Regions from separate parts of the Sus scrofa genome. Here region 2 is linked to region 1. A link is a contact called in public promoter capture Hi-C data. All regions are on one chromosome and are shown on one strand. Each heading gives the region's core, a stretch centred on a gene start, on an enhancer-like site or on the middle of the called end of the contact. The rest is flanking DNA. Distances are from core to core; before and after follow the strand shown. Region 1 holds the start of MAD2L1BP (MAD2L1-binding protein). Region 2 has its middle 52 kb from the start of TMEM63B.

Region 1 (5,470 bases), core at 972-3,471:
CTGTCACTACAGCAGCTTGGGTCGCTATTGTGGCTCTGGTTCAAACTCTGGCATGGGAACCTCCACGTGCCAAAAGAAACCCACAAACACTTCAAAACTCCTGGAAGAAAACAGTGGATAATAATTCATAATTTAGGAGTGAGGTTGGCTTGGACATGACACAACCAAGAAAATGTAAAGGAAACTATTGCTAAGTCTGAGTTTAAAATGTATGTAAAGGTACTCTACACAAAGAATGAATGACTAATCACAGACCAGGAAAAAATGTCTGTGTGCAGACGTCCATTATTTACCCCATGGGCAACCACCTCATAAGCACCTCATAAGCAACCCCTCCAGGAAACTAAACACATACACCACCTTCCATCTCCCAGGATCTGGTCTCCTGGGCAGACATCCCGGGTCAGCCTACTCCCCTTCCGGCCTTCACTCCTGTTTGTGGTAAGCCAGGTTAAGAATGGATATCAGAATGGGTTATTCCTCCTCATCTCTTAAAATAAATTTTCCACTCAGGAGACAAGGGAATTGAGAAGAATAAAGTGAAACTGTGTGTGTGTTGGGGTGGTTGAAGGATTCATGACGATGAGAGAACAAGTATCAGGCCAGTGCAGCCCAGGCCCTGCTTATCAAGAGAGCCCAGAGCTGCTGGTGGTGAGAATATCGGGGGAATAGTTTTGGCTCTCACTTCCAATCCCCATCCTTTTTGAGATCTCTCACTGAGTTCTTCTGTCTCAGCCTCTAAGTAGCAGTTTCCCTGGAGAAGTTGTGCCCCTCGCCCCTCTCTAAGGTCGACCTCTGCAGCATAACCTTCTTAGCTAAGGGGGTTGAGAAGTCGCACGTGCTTCCAGCCACTGACGATCACATAAGATCACATAATTGGCTGGGTCTGCTCGGCCCTTTTGCAGATTTTGGCCCTTCCGCTATCACCGATTTGGGGAGTTATGCCATGTGGACAGCAACTACGTGATCAGTAGCCTGTCTTCTCCTTGTGGTCCTTGGGGGAAGCCATGGACTCCACCAGGTCTGAACCCCTGAAAGGATCACCAGAGGTAAGCCACTGTTGCTGCTTCTAGTTTTCCAAGGAAAACCGAGGGCTGGTGGGCAGGGCTGTTTCGTTTCTGGTCTCTATATGAGCATCTCGCTGTTTGTGAAGAGATGGGAAGTGGACATACAATGGATGAGTGGTGAGTCACAAGTCAGCCATGGGGTTGGGAATTGAACTCTGGCGTCCTGACTCCCCGCCCAGCAACACTGCTTCCCCACTCCGCCTTTCTAGTGTTTTGTACACTGGTTTATGTCACCGAATGTGTTTACTCTTTGCTGACTGCAAGAGCCCTAAAGAGCAAGCGAGATGACAGCTTGGCAAGAAAGTCAAGTCAGCAATCCCCTGGGCCCTGGGCCAAGTTTCTATTCCAGGAAACCTCCCCCGCCCTCGCAGTGGTTGACGTAACCGGAGCCCCAGCCCCGCCCCAAGTAGGGGCCAGGCCCCTCCCACAGCCCTGGCGGTTTTAAAACCAAAATCGGTGTTCCGGGATTGGTTCGGCTTCAAAACAAAGGGGAGGGGTAATACTCGCTGCGGGCATCCTGGTGGCCCTAAGGCAGCGGGGCTTGTTTATGGGTTCGAGCCTCGCGTCGGGGCTACTGCGGTGTCTCGGGCTGCTAAAACCAGCCCCCGGAGGGTGCCAGCTTGGTAATAAAGCAGTGACTACTGTATAAAGGTGGCATAATCTTCGCAACAAAAAAAGCCTTAATTAGGCTAACCACCATCCGCCTCCGCCCTGGCATTAGTCCTGACTCACCCGGACGGCACGCCGGCCGTCGAGGGAGAAACTGAGGAAGGGGCGGAGCCAGTAGACCACTCGCTCCAAATTCTGCGTTCTCCAGGTTCAAAACTTGTTGTGGAGGCTGGCGTCAAAGGGCCAAACTCTGAAGCGCCCACAAAGCTTAATTCGGATGTAAGCCCTCCGCTCCGGTAACTGGCCCACGACCCCCAGGCCCTAATTAAAGACCCGCTCAGCTCTCTGAGACTGGGAACCAGACTACAGCTCCCCTAGGTCTTTGCGCGCATAGGCGCGCTCCTTACCTACTCCCCGAAGCCGCCCGCGGCCCCCTTGCGCCGCGATGTCTCCTGGGAGTGGTAGGGCGGCGGCGAACTCTTTCCAGGGAGCTCTCAGACTTGAGGACTCTATATCCCGTGATGCCTCGCGACTCTTTCTGACGCGACCTGGAAGCCAGGGCAGGGTGGGGGCGTGGCCTGTGCAGAGCCCCACCCCGCTCTCCTCCTGGCTGGTCGGACTCGGCGGTGGCAGTAGGGGCGGCGGCGGCGGCGGTGGCGGAGGTGGTGGCGGCGGCGGTGGCGGGGGGAGGGGCCGGGCGGGGGGCTGGCGGCAGCAGCGGATGGACTCGCGGGTATCCGAGCTGTTCGGCGGCTGCTGCCGGCCCGGAGGGGGCCCGGCCGTGGGCGGAACCCTCAAGGCTAGGGGCGCCGGCGGCAGCAGCAGCTGCGGGGGCCCGAAGGGGAAAAAGAAGAACGGAAGGAACAGAGGGGGCAAAGCCAACAACCCTCCGTACCTGCCCCCCGAGGTGAGCACCTGAGAAGCAGCCGGGTGAGAGGAAATCACTCCTTCCGGTCCTGGGACTCCAGGAAGGCGAGACAGAATTCGTACCCCCCTTCCGGTGTCAAGACCCCCTTCTTTTCCGGTTCGAGGACCCCAGGGAGGAGGGACAGAGAGATTGACCCCGTCCCCACCAGGTGTCAGGCCCCGGGGAGGAAGAGGGGAGGAGGGGAATCTCCTCACTCTGATGTAGGTAATTCCAGGAGAAGTGGGAAAAGGGGATCCCCTTGGGAAGAGCAGAGTAAAATCCCCGGGCCCCTTCCCTGTGCTGCAACAGGAGAAGGGAGAGTGCGTTCTGGGATGAGGAGTTAGAGTTTTCTAAACTTGCTCTACGGGGAGGAGAGGAGTACCCGAGGAAGGAGCAATGTGTTCTGTCCTTATCCTTGAGTGTGTATACACACACACACACACAAAGAGCAATATATTCTGTCCCTATCCCTGAGTGTGTACACACACACACACCAGAAAACAGTTAGGCTTAGTCCTCCTGCCCTTTGCCTGTCCTATGAGGAAGTGGTGGCAGCCTCCACCTACCCGTACCATCTGTCCCTAAGGCAGAGGATAACTGCTACTCTATCCCTCTTAGAAAAGGAGAACCCAAGGGGGAGATCCTCATCAAGTGATTATTCAAACTTTAGTATGTATCACAATCACTTGAATTGCTGCTCTACCCCTAGAATTTACAACTGAGTAAGTCAAAGGTGGCCCTGATAATCGGCATTTCTTACAAGTTCCCAGGTGATGTGAATGCTGTTGGTCCTGGGACCACGTGTTGAGAACCATTATCCTAGACCATCATCCTTGCACCACTTTTCTGAAGCCACCCGTACTTATTCTTCACCTCCATCAAAATGATAAACAAGGAAGGTCTTTATTGATGTGAAAAGATTTCCATTATATTCCAAGAGATGGAGATTATGGGTGAAGCCCTGTAAGAGCCTGGGAGTCAGAGAGCCTTCAAAGGGATGGAATGATGACAGGAAGGGGAGAAGAAAAATAAAATGTCCAGGGAGGAGGAGTGCAGAAATTCAGGACAGGTAGACCAGGCAAATTGTATATCCTTTTGCACGTGAGAGGGGGAAGCTCAGGCAACAGGATGCTTCCGTGTTGGGTTACGTGATACAGGGAAGAGAAGGCCATTGTGGGGTGGATTCAAGTTTTCACCTTGGAGTTCCTGTCATGGCTCAGCGGTTAATGAACGCTACTAGGATCTATGAGGATGTGGGTTGGATCCCTGGCCTCGATCAGTGGGTTAAGGATCTGGCATTGCCATGAGCTATGGTGTAGGTCGCAGACACAGCTTGGATCTGGTATTCCAGTGACTGTGGTGTAGGCCGGCAGCTGTAGCTCTGATTCGCGACCCCTAGCCTGGAAACCTCCATATGCCGTGGGTGCAGCCCTAAAAAGCAAAAAAAGAAAAAAGAAAAGAAAAGATTTCACCTCAACTGAGCCCTGAGGGTTATGGGACAGGAGGGTAAAAGCACAGTGAGTCTGGTTTATGGTGTCTGTCTCCTTCCTTATATTTTTGGAGTTTCTTCTCTTCATCTGAACCCCAGCTTTGGAGCCCTGCTGTCTTTTACCTGGGCCCCTCTCTCATTGGGCTTGTAGTGACCGATGCTGAGTTCACCCTTTGGCCCTGCTCCAGAACCTCTTGCAGCCTCTTACTCTTGATGTCATCAGCTGGGAGGGGTGGGCAGGAAGGACATGGTGTCTGCCAGACCAGTGGCAAAGGTTGACTTTAGTAGCCTGGACACAGAGAAGACAAAGACCTGTACGGACAGCAGTTTGAGGCCCTAGGGAGAAGGAAAGGGGTGATCTTGCGTCTAGGAAGAACGTGCTGCCAGTGATCGAAAGAGGAGGAGCTCCACCCCCTTTTCACTTTGCCAATGGGACTTATGTCTTTATTGGTCATTCAAATGGGGCAAAGGAAATATCTTTTTAAAACTCAAGCAAGGAGTTCCCATTGAGGCGCAGCAGAAAGGAATCCAATTAGTAACCATGAGGTTGTGGGTTTGATCCCTGGCCTTACTCAGTGGTTAAGGATTTGGCATTGCCGTGAGCTGTGGTGTAAGTTGCAGACGTGGCTCGGATCCTGGGTTGCTGTGGCTGTGTTATAGGCCCTAGCCTGGGAACCTCCATATGCCACGGGTGCGGCCCTAAAAAAACAAAAAACCTCAAGCAAACTGAGTGTTTGTCTAGTAACCTTTCAGAAGAAACGAATTGTGATAAACTGCAGAGTCTTGTGGGATGTGTTATTAAGCAGTCCTAGTTTTCAGAGTATGCAAAGTTTAATTAGTTGTAAATTTTATTAGCAGTCTAGTTTTGGTTAAATTATTTGGTATACTGCATCAGAAGAGAGCCTAAAAGTGGGGATGTTGCCTGTTGCCTCAAGGCCCCATAAAGTAAGATTTAATAAATAATTATAAATTTGCAAAAAAAAAAAAAAAAAGAAAGAAAGAAAGAAAAGTAGGGGCACAGGAGTTCCCGCAGTGGTGCAGTAAGTTAAGGATCCAACTGCAGTGGCCCAGCTCTGATCCCTGGCCCAGTGCAGTGTAGGTCACAGCTGAGGCTTGGATTCAATCCCTGGCCTGGGAATTTCCATATGCTGTGGGTGAGGCCATTTAAAAAAAAAAAAAGGATTCAGGGTTCTTTTTTGGCTTAGATGGGTGATTCACTGTTCTCATAAGCGTTTCCTTCGGAGAAGCCTCACTGGGGCTGAATAGAAGGCTGGTTTGCCATGACCTTTGACAGACACCTGCCTAAGCAGTTGCGGCTAAGGCTTCCTGCTCTCTTAAGTTAGTTGCCTGGACCCCAGTGGGAATTGGGGAGGTAGAGGTTAGGTTTGGATGGTGTGT
Region 2 (5,470 bases), core at 945-3,444, 470 kb before region 1:
CCTCTGTCCCCCGCTTTGTATCGGAGCCCAGTGGCCCCCTCCCCCTCTCCACCTCTCCTCTTCTGCATCACCCTGCCGTTTGCCCAGGGGCCAGGTGCCCAAAAAACATGCCTGAGGCTCCTCATTAAGCCCCAGCCCCAAGGCACACGCTGAGGAGGGGCTTGGATGGGGGGCTCTGGGCTCGCATTCCAGGGCATCACCCCCCTACCTGAGGTTGCTCAGAGTCAGCCCTGGAGGAGGTCACCCTCTAGGGCCCAGAGGGGCTGGGTACCCGGGCCTTGGCAGCTGGCCCGGCACATGCCCGACGTGGCCAGCCTGAAGGGTACGTGCCTGTCCTGCTGGAAGCCGCTGGCTTATCAGAGGGTAGTGAAGGGGCTGGGACACCCTGTCTCCTGGGACGTGCAGGGCCTCACGCCACCCGGGGGGATGTGTGTGTGTGCGTGCGTGCATGCGCCGGCTGTGCCAGCCCAGGGCAGCCCCGGCCCGGCCCTGGAGGCGGGGTGGTGGGAGTTCTTGGTTCACCAATTGCATCCCCTGCATTTAACAAACAGCACAGTGTCTGGGACCCAGCAGGCCTCTGACCTGCCTTGGCCGTTATTTTATAGTTAGGAGCCTAAATTGCATTTTCTTTCCCCCCAGGCAAAGCCCATTTTTCACAGGAAGCCCCAGCTGGTGGAGATGTGCGTGTGTGTGTGTGCACGTGCGTGTGTGTGTGCGTGTGTGTGGTGTGTGTGTGTGTGTATGGAGTGAGTGCTGGGGGTAGAGGGCTGTGTGTGCACATGTGTGTGTGTGTGTGTGTGTGTGCATGTGTGTGCGTGCAGTGAGTGCCGGGGCTGGGCGCATGGCTGCTGAGGCTGAGTCCTGGCTCCAGCGCTCTTCCCGCTGCAAAGTCATCCCTCAGCCTCAGCTTCTACTTGTCAAGAAGGGCCACCCCCACCTGCAATGGTTGCTGAGACAAATGAATCCAGAGCGTGCTCGCTCTGTGTAAACACAACTTAGGTGTGTGTGTGGGAGAGGCCGGGTGGTGGTTGCTGGTCAGTATCTTCTACTTAGAGCTGTGTCAGCCCAGGAAGTGGGCGATGGACCCCTGACCCCATTTGCTAAGGACTGAGCACGTGCCCTTGAAAACGGATCAGGTTGCCTCGGCCCCTGAGATGTAGAAGCTGGCTGTGTGAGCCTGGCTGGGCAAAGGGATGAATGGGGGAATAAAGAAAGCTCCATCTCTGCAGGTGTTGAGCAGAAGCTGCCCCCCAGCTGGGAGGTCATTGGGGGCTGGATCGGATGACGTTTGAGGTCACTTCCCCACTGCAGGTTCTTTCCAGGTTCGGTGACCCGAGCTGACTTCTGCCCTCCTTCCCAGAGCCCTTCACTCCAAAGCCTCCCTGTGGCTAGTGCTGGGGTGGGCACAGTACTTTCTGTGCCTACACGGTCATGCCCTCAGGGTTTCCTGGGTCAAGGAGCGCCCAGAGTGAGCAGAACTGAGGCTCATGCAGGACTTAGGTGATGGGCCAGGGGTGAGGCTGGGGAGGGGAGGTAGGTCATGGCTGGGGAGGGGGAGGGGGACTTCTGGCCCTTTGTGGATCAGCCTGGAAGGCTTCCTGGAGAAAGTGGTGTTGAATCTCAACATGAGAGCCACTGGGCTGGCCCCTGGTCCCAGGCTTGCGGTGACTAGTATGCACCTGCTCTCTGCCTGCCATGCCCAGCCTATGACCCTGGAGGGAAGGGTGCCCTGCTGTGGGGGCAGAGGGACTCTGGCGCAAGTATGGCTGTGTATTTCAGTCCTTGCCGGCCCACTCTGGGAAGTCTCCTAGGAAGCTGGGGCTTCTAGGTGTGGTTGTGACACTGCATGGCCTTAGCTGATTCTAATCAGGATGAGTTTCCTCCCCGGCAAATGAATGGTGAGCAAAGGAGATCATCCAGGCGCCCCCAGGGTGCGAGCTCTTGGGAGTGGGGATGGTCTGCTGAGAGCTCCAGCCCAGCTGCCGACCTCATGCCCTGGGGTGAGCTGGGGGTGGGGCTGACCCCTCTTCTCTGCAGCTGCCACCTCTTGGAGGGCTTTTGGGGGGCTGGAAAGTACCCCCGGCAAAGTGGACTCCCTGGCACCTGCCCCCTCCACCCCAGGTCCCTCTGCCCTATTTTGTCCCCTCAGTGTTACATTCCACAGAGGAAAGTGATCCCTCTCTCCAGGCCTGAGGATTACAGGCTGGAGAGAAGCCTGCGTTGCCCTGGGAACGCTCACGTAGCTCTTTCCCATGGGTGCCCTCCTCCTCCTGCCAAAGGCTGGGGAAGGGGTGATCCTGGCCCAGCCCAGCCTGGGGGAGCAGCAGGGCCTCTGGGGTCCGTCAGTCCTTCCCTTCCTCTCTGCGGGTCAGCGGCTCCTGGGGTGGGGGTGAGCCGTGTTGAGCTTCTAGTTGATCCTCTCAGGAGGTGGCTAGGGGCTCAGGACCCTGGGGTCTCCACGTGTCTAGGCTCCCCTGCCCCCTCACTTCTGTCCTGACCCCCTTCCCAGGCCGGAGCCCCTCCATCCCTACTAAGCCGGGGATTTCCGCAGGCTGAGCCAAGCGCCTGACACTAATTATGACGCCTTCATCCTGTTGGGGTTAAGCTCCCGGTGCCCTTCCCTGCCCCCACCCCAGAGGCCAGGCCTGGGGTCAGAGATTCAGGAGGCTCAAGCCTGCCAGGCCCCTTCTGGGAAGGGCTGGTGGCCCGGCCTCTCCCTGGGATCCGGAGGGTTGGGGAGGCTGCATCTGGGTGGACAAGATGTCCAGGCGATTCTAGTGGCGGGAGGGCTGGTTTCTCTGGAGAGCCCTCAGGGCAGCGGCGAGCTGTGGGGAACTGACCTTGAGAGGGCTGTGAAGTCCAGAGATGAGAAAGTCCCAGGAGCCCCCTTCTTAGCCCTGGCTTCATAGAGAATCACCTAGAAAGATTTTAAAGAATACCCATCCTTCAGCTCCATTCCTACTGTTTTTTTTTTTTTTTTTTTTTTTTGTCTTTTTAGGGCTGCACCTATAGCACATGGAGGTTTCCAGGCTAGGGATCAAATCAGAGCTGCAGCTGCTGGCCTACACCACAGCCACAGCAACGAGGGATCCGAGCCGAATCTGCGACCTACACCACAGCTCACTGCAACGCTGGATCCTTAACTCACTGAAAGACCAGGCATCAAACCTGAGTCCTCTTGGATACTAGTCAGATTGGTTTCTGCTGCGCCACAGTGGGAACCCCACTCCCACCCCCCACCCTACTGCTACTGATTTTGATTTCATCAGCAGGGCTGGAGCAAGCATGGGCATTTACAGCAATTCTGCCCAGGTGATTCTCAGGTCCAGCAGCTTGAGAATCGCAGCCATTAGGCAGATGTAACTGTCAGAGCTCCAGCTGCTCTCAGGTGGCATGGGTAGCGGCTGTCATGGAGGTTTCTGGGCCCATGGTGCTGTCAAGGAGACTATGACCAGCCAGCAGAAGGCCCTTGAGGGGGACTGGGTTGGAACTTGGGACTTCTAACCTCATGGCTACTTCCTCTTGGCCTCCTCTGTCCACCGGAGACTTGCCAGCTGTCCCATTCATTCAATCATTTGGGCACTTAGGAGCTGTGTGATCCTAAACAAGTTGCTTAACCTCGCTGTGCCTGATAATAGGCCCTAGTGATAAAAACTGAAGGAGATGCTGCTTATAAGGCCCCAGAAGCACTGGGAGAAATGTAGCCATTGTCCTGCTGCCTCTTACTTGGGGCTAGGGTCTGGGCAGAGGCCTCTGTCACCCCAGCCATTAGGCGGATGCAACCGTCAGAGCTCCACCTGCTCTCAGGTGGAGTGGGTAGTGGCTGCCCTGGAGGTTTCCTGGGTCCTGAGAGGGAGTTGGGAGGTGCAGGGAAAGTGCTCAAAAGAATGGCTTCCTCACCCATAGACCTCAGGCCTTTCTGGTTTGGTGGTGTCGCTGCTCCGGGTCCTGCAGCTATAGATATGGCCACCAGGTGTCACCCTCAGCTCATACTTGAAGTAAAGGTGGTGCAGAGAGAGGGAAAGGGGCGGCAGGGTGGAGAAAAGGAGGACGCCCCTTCCGGAGACTGGGTGAGCTTGGAGAAGGCCTGGGGAGGCTGTTACAGTTTCCACAGGTAGGTGCTCTGCAAAGCCTCACTAGTCTGCCTGCAGAATTCTCCTTCCCATGCTGATGGCATATCTCAACAGGTTCTTTATGGGGCACCTGCTCTGTGTGTGTGTGGTAAGAATCTCACTGAACACCTACTCTGTGCCAGACTCTGTACACACAGGAGGCCACTTGATATTCGCAATGACTTGGTATAGTCTCATGTTAAACTGAGGCTTATATGGATTATGTATTGGGCCCAAGATCACCCAGCTGCACAAGGATTGAGACCTGTCTGGAGCCTAGATTCTTCCTCCTACACCAGGTTAGCCAGAGAATGCTAGCATAGGAAACTGTAACTGGCTTCCCACCAGGCTGGGAGAGGACGCAGCAGGTGGCGACGTTGCCTGGCTCTGCTAATCAGGAGTTAGCGAGGGGCTCAGACAAGCCTGCTGCCAGAGGGCTGGGAGTGGGGAACAGTGCTCACTGGGGTGGGTAGAAGTGGAGTTTGGGTGCCTGCTGGGTGTTGGGCATGGGGAGGCTGCAGACACAGCACCAATGAGAGGCTCTCTCTACCTGCCCATGTGCTCCTTGGGGCAAACTCCCCACTCCAGAGTTATTTCCTTTTCCTCCCCTGTCAGTTATGGGGGTGGACTTTGTTCATCTAATACCCAGTCCCTGACCCATGTGCGGTTCTGAGCTGACCACTCTTCAGGTCAGGTCCTAAGATGGACAAGACAAGCCATCCTTCACCTGCAATCCCCCACTCCCTTGAGCCTAGATCAGTGACCGCCAAGGTTTTTCTGATCACGACCCCCCCAGCAATAAAACAGTTGCCGAGCATGCATCTGTAATATAAGCGTATTTTCATATTACTTACCTTGAAACACGCATTAAATGCAAAAAAAGATGAGATGAAAAAAAAAAAAAAGATGTCCTAATATTTTCCTCCTGCACCTCGTGGCAGCTTAGACCCAACTGCTCCAGGAAATGGGAGGATAAAGTCAGTCCAACCCAGTTCAGGATGGACGTGTGGTCAGTGTTCCGGAACATCCTTGCTCACCCCTTCGTGCCTTAGCAATGGAAGAGAGAAGCTTCAGGGACAGCATGTGGGAGTGTGGGCAGACAGGAGGCATGAGCCAGGTCCTGTTGGGGGCAGATTCCCATGACCTGGAAAAGAAGCAGGTTTTTCCTTTAGATCCTGATGCTGAAAGTTTGATGACTACTTTTTTACATTGTCCTAGGACATATAGAACCGGAACATTGTGTCCCAGGCAGTTATCTGATTTCATGTCCTTCAGGTAGTTCTATTCCACTTCCAACAGTTTAAAACATTCCCCCTCCCCCCTTTCCCCCACCCCCAGGGTTGGGAGCACTCCCCCCA

The links. Promoter capture Hi-C pulls out the DNA fragments that hold promoters and counts their contacts.
Region 2: a promoter capture Hi-C map of fetal skeletal muscle shows a contact between it and region 1, with 12 times the contacts expected there. The contact joins the enhancer-like site here to the promoter of MAD2L1BP in region 1. A contact is called at or near these places in 3 of 5 promoter capture datasets (fetal skeletal muscle and liver), 4 of 47 Hi-C or Micro-C datasets (blood, brain, fibroblasts and 1 more) and 2 of 2 datasets of contacts at active chromatin or transcription factors (alveolar macrophages and skeletal muscle).

What each region holds. Positions count from the first base shown.
Region 1 is chr7:38,610,100-38,615,569 of Sscrofa11.1, reverse strand. MAD2L1BP (MAD2L1-binding protein) reads right to left here and starts at 2,221. Exons shown (of 4, transcript XM_001929515.6): 1 at 2,084-2,221. GTPBP2 (GTP-binding protein 2) reads left to right here and starts at 2,354. Exons shown (of 12, transcript XM_003128412.6): 1 at 2,354-2,583. The coding sequence starts at 2,398.
Region 2 is chr7:39,083,320-39,088,789 of Sscrofa11.1, reverse strand. No RefSeq gene overlaps it. Among named protein-coding and RNA genes, the nearest start is that of TMEM63B, 52 kb to the left of the region's middle. Within about 2 kb of position 2,194, at least 8 of the 83 cell types and tissues checked have an H3K27ac peak or open chromatin away from gene starts, as enhancers often do. A contact at or near this core is called in fetal skeletal muscle and skeletal muscle, where this site is marked.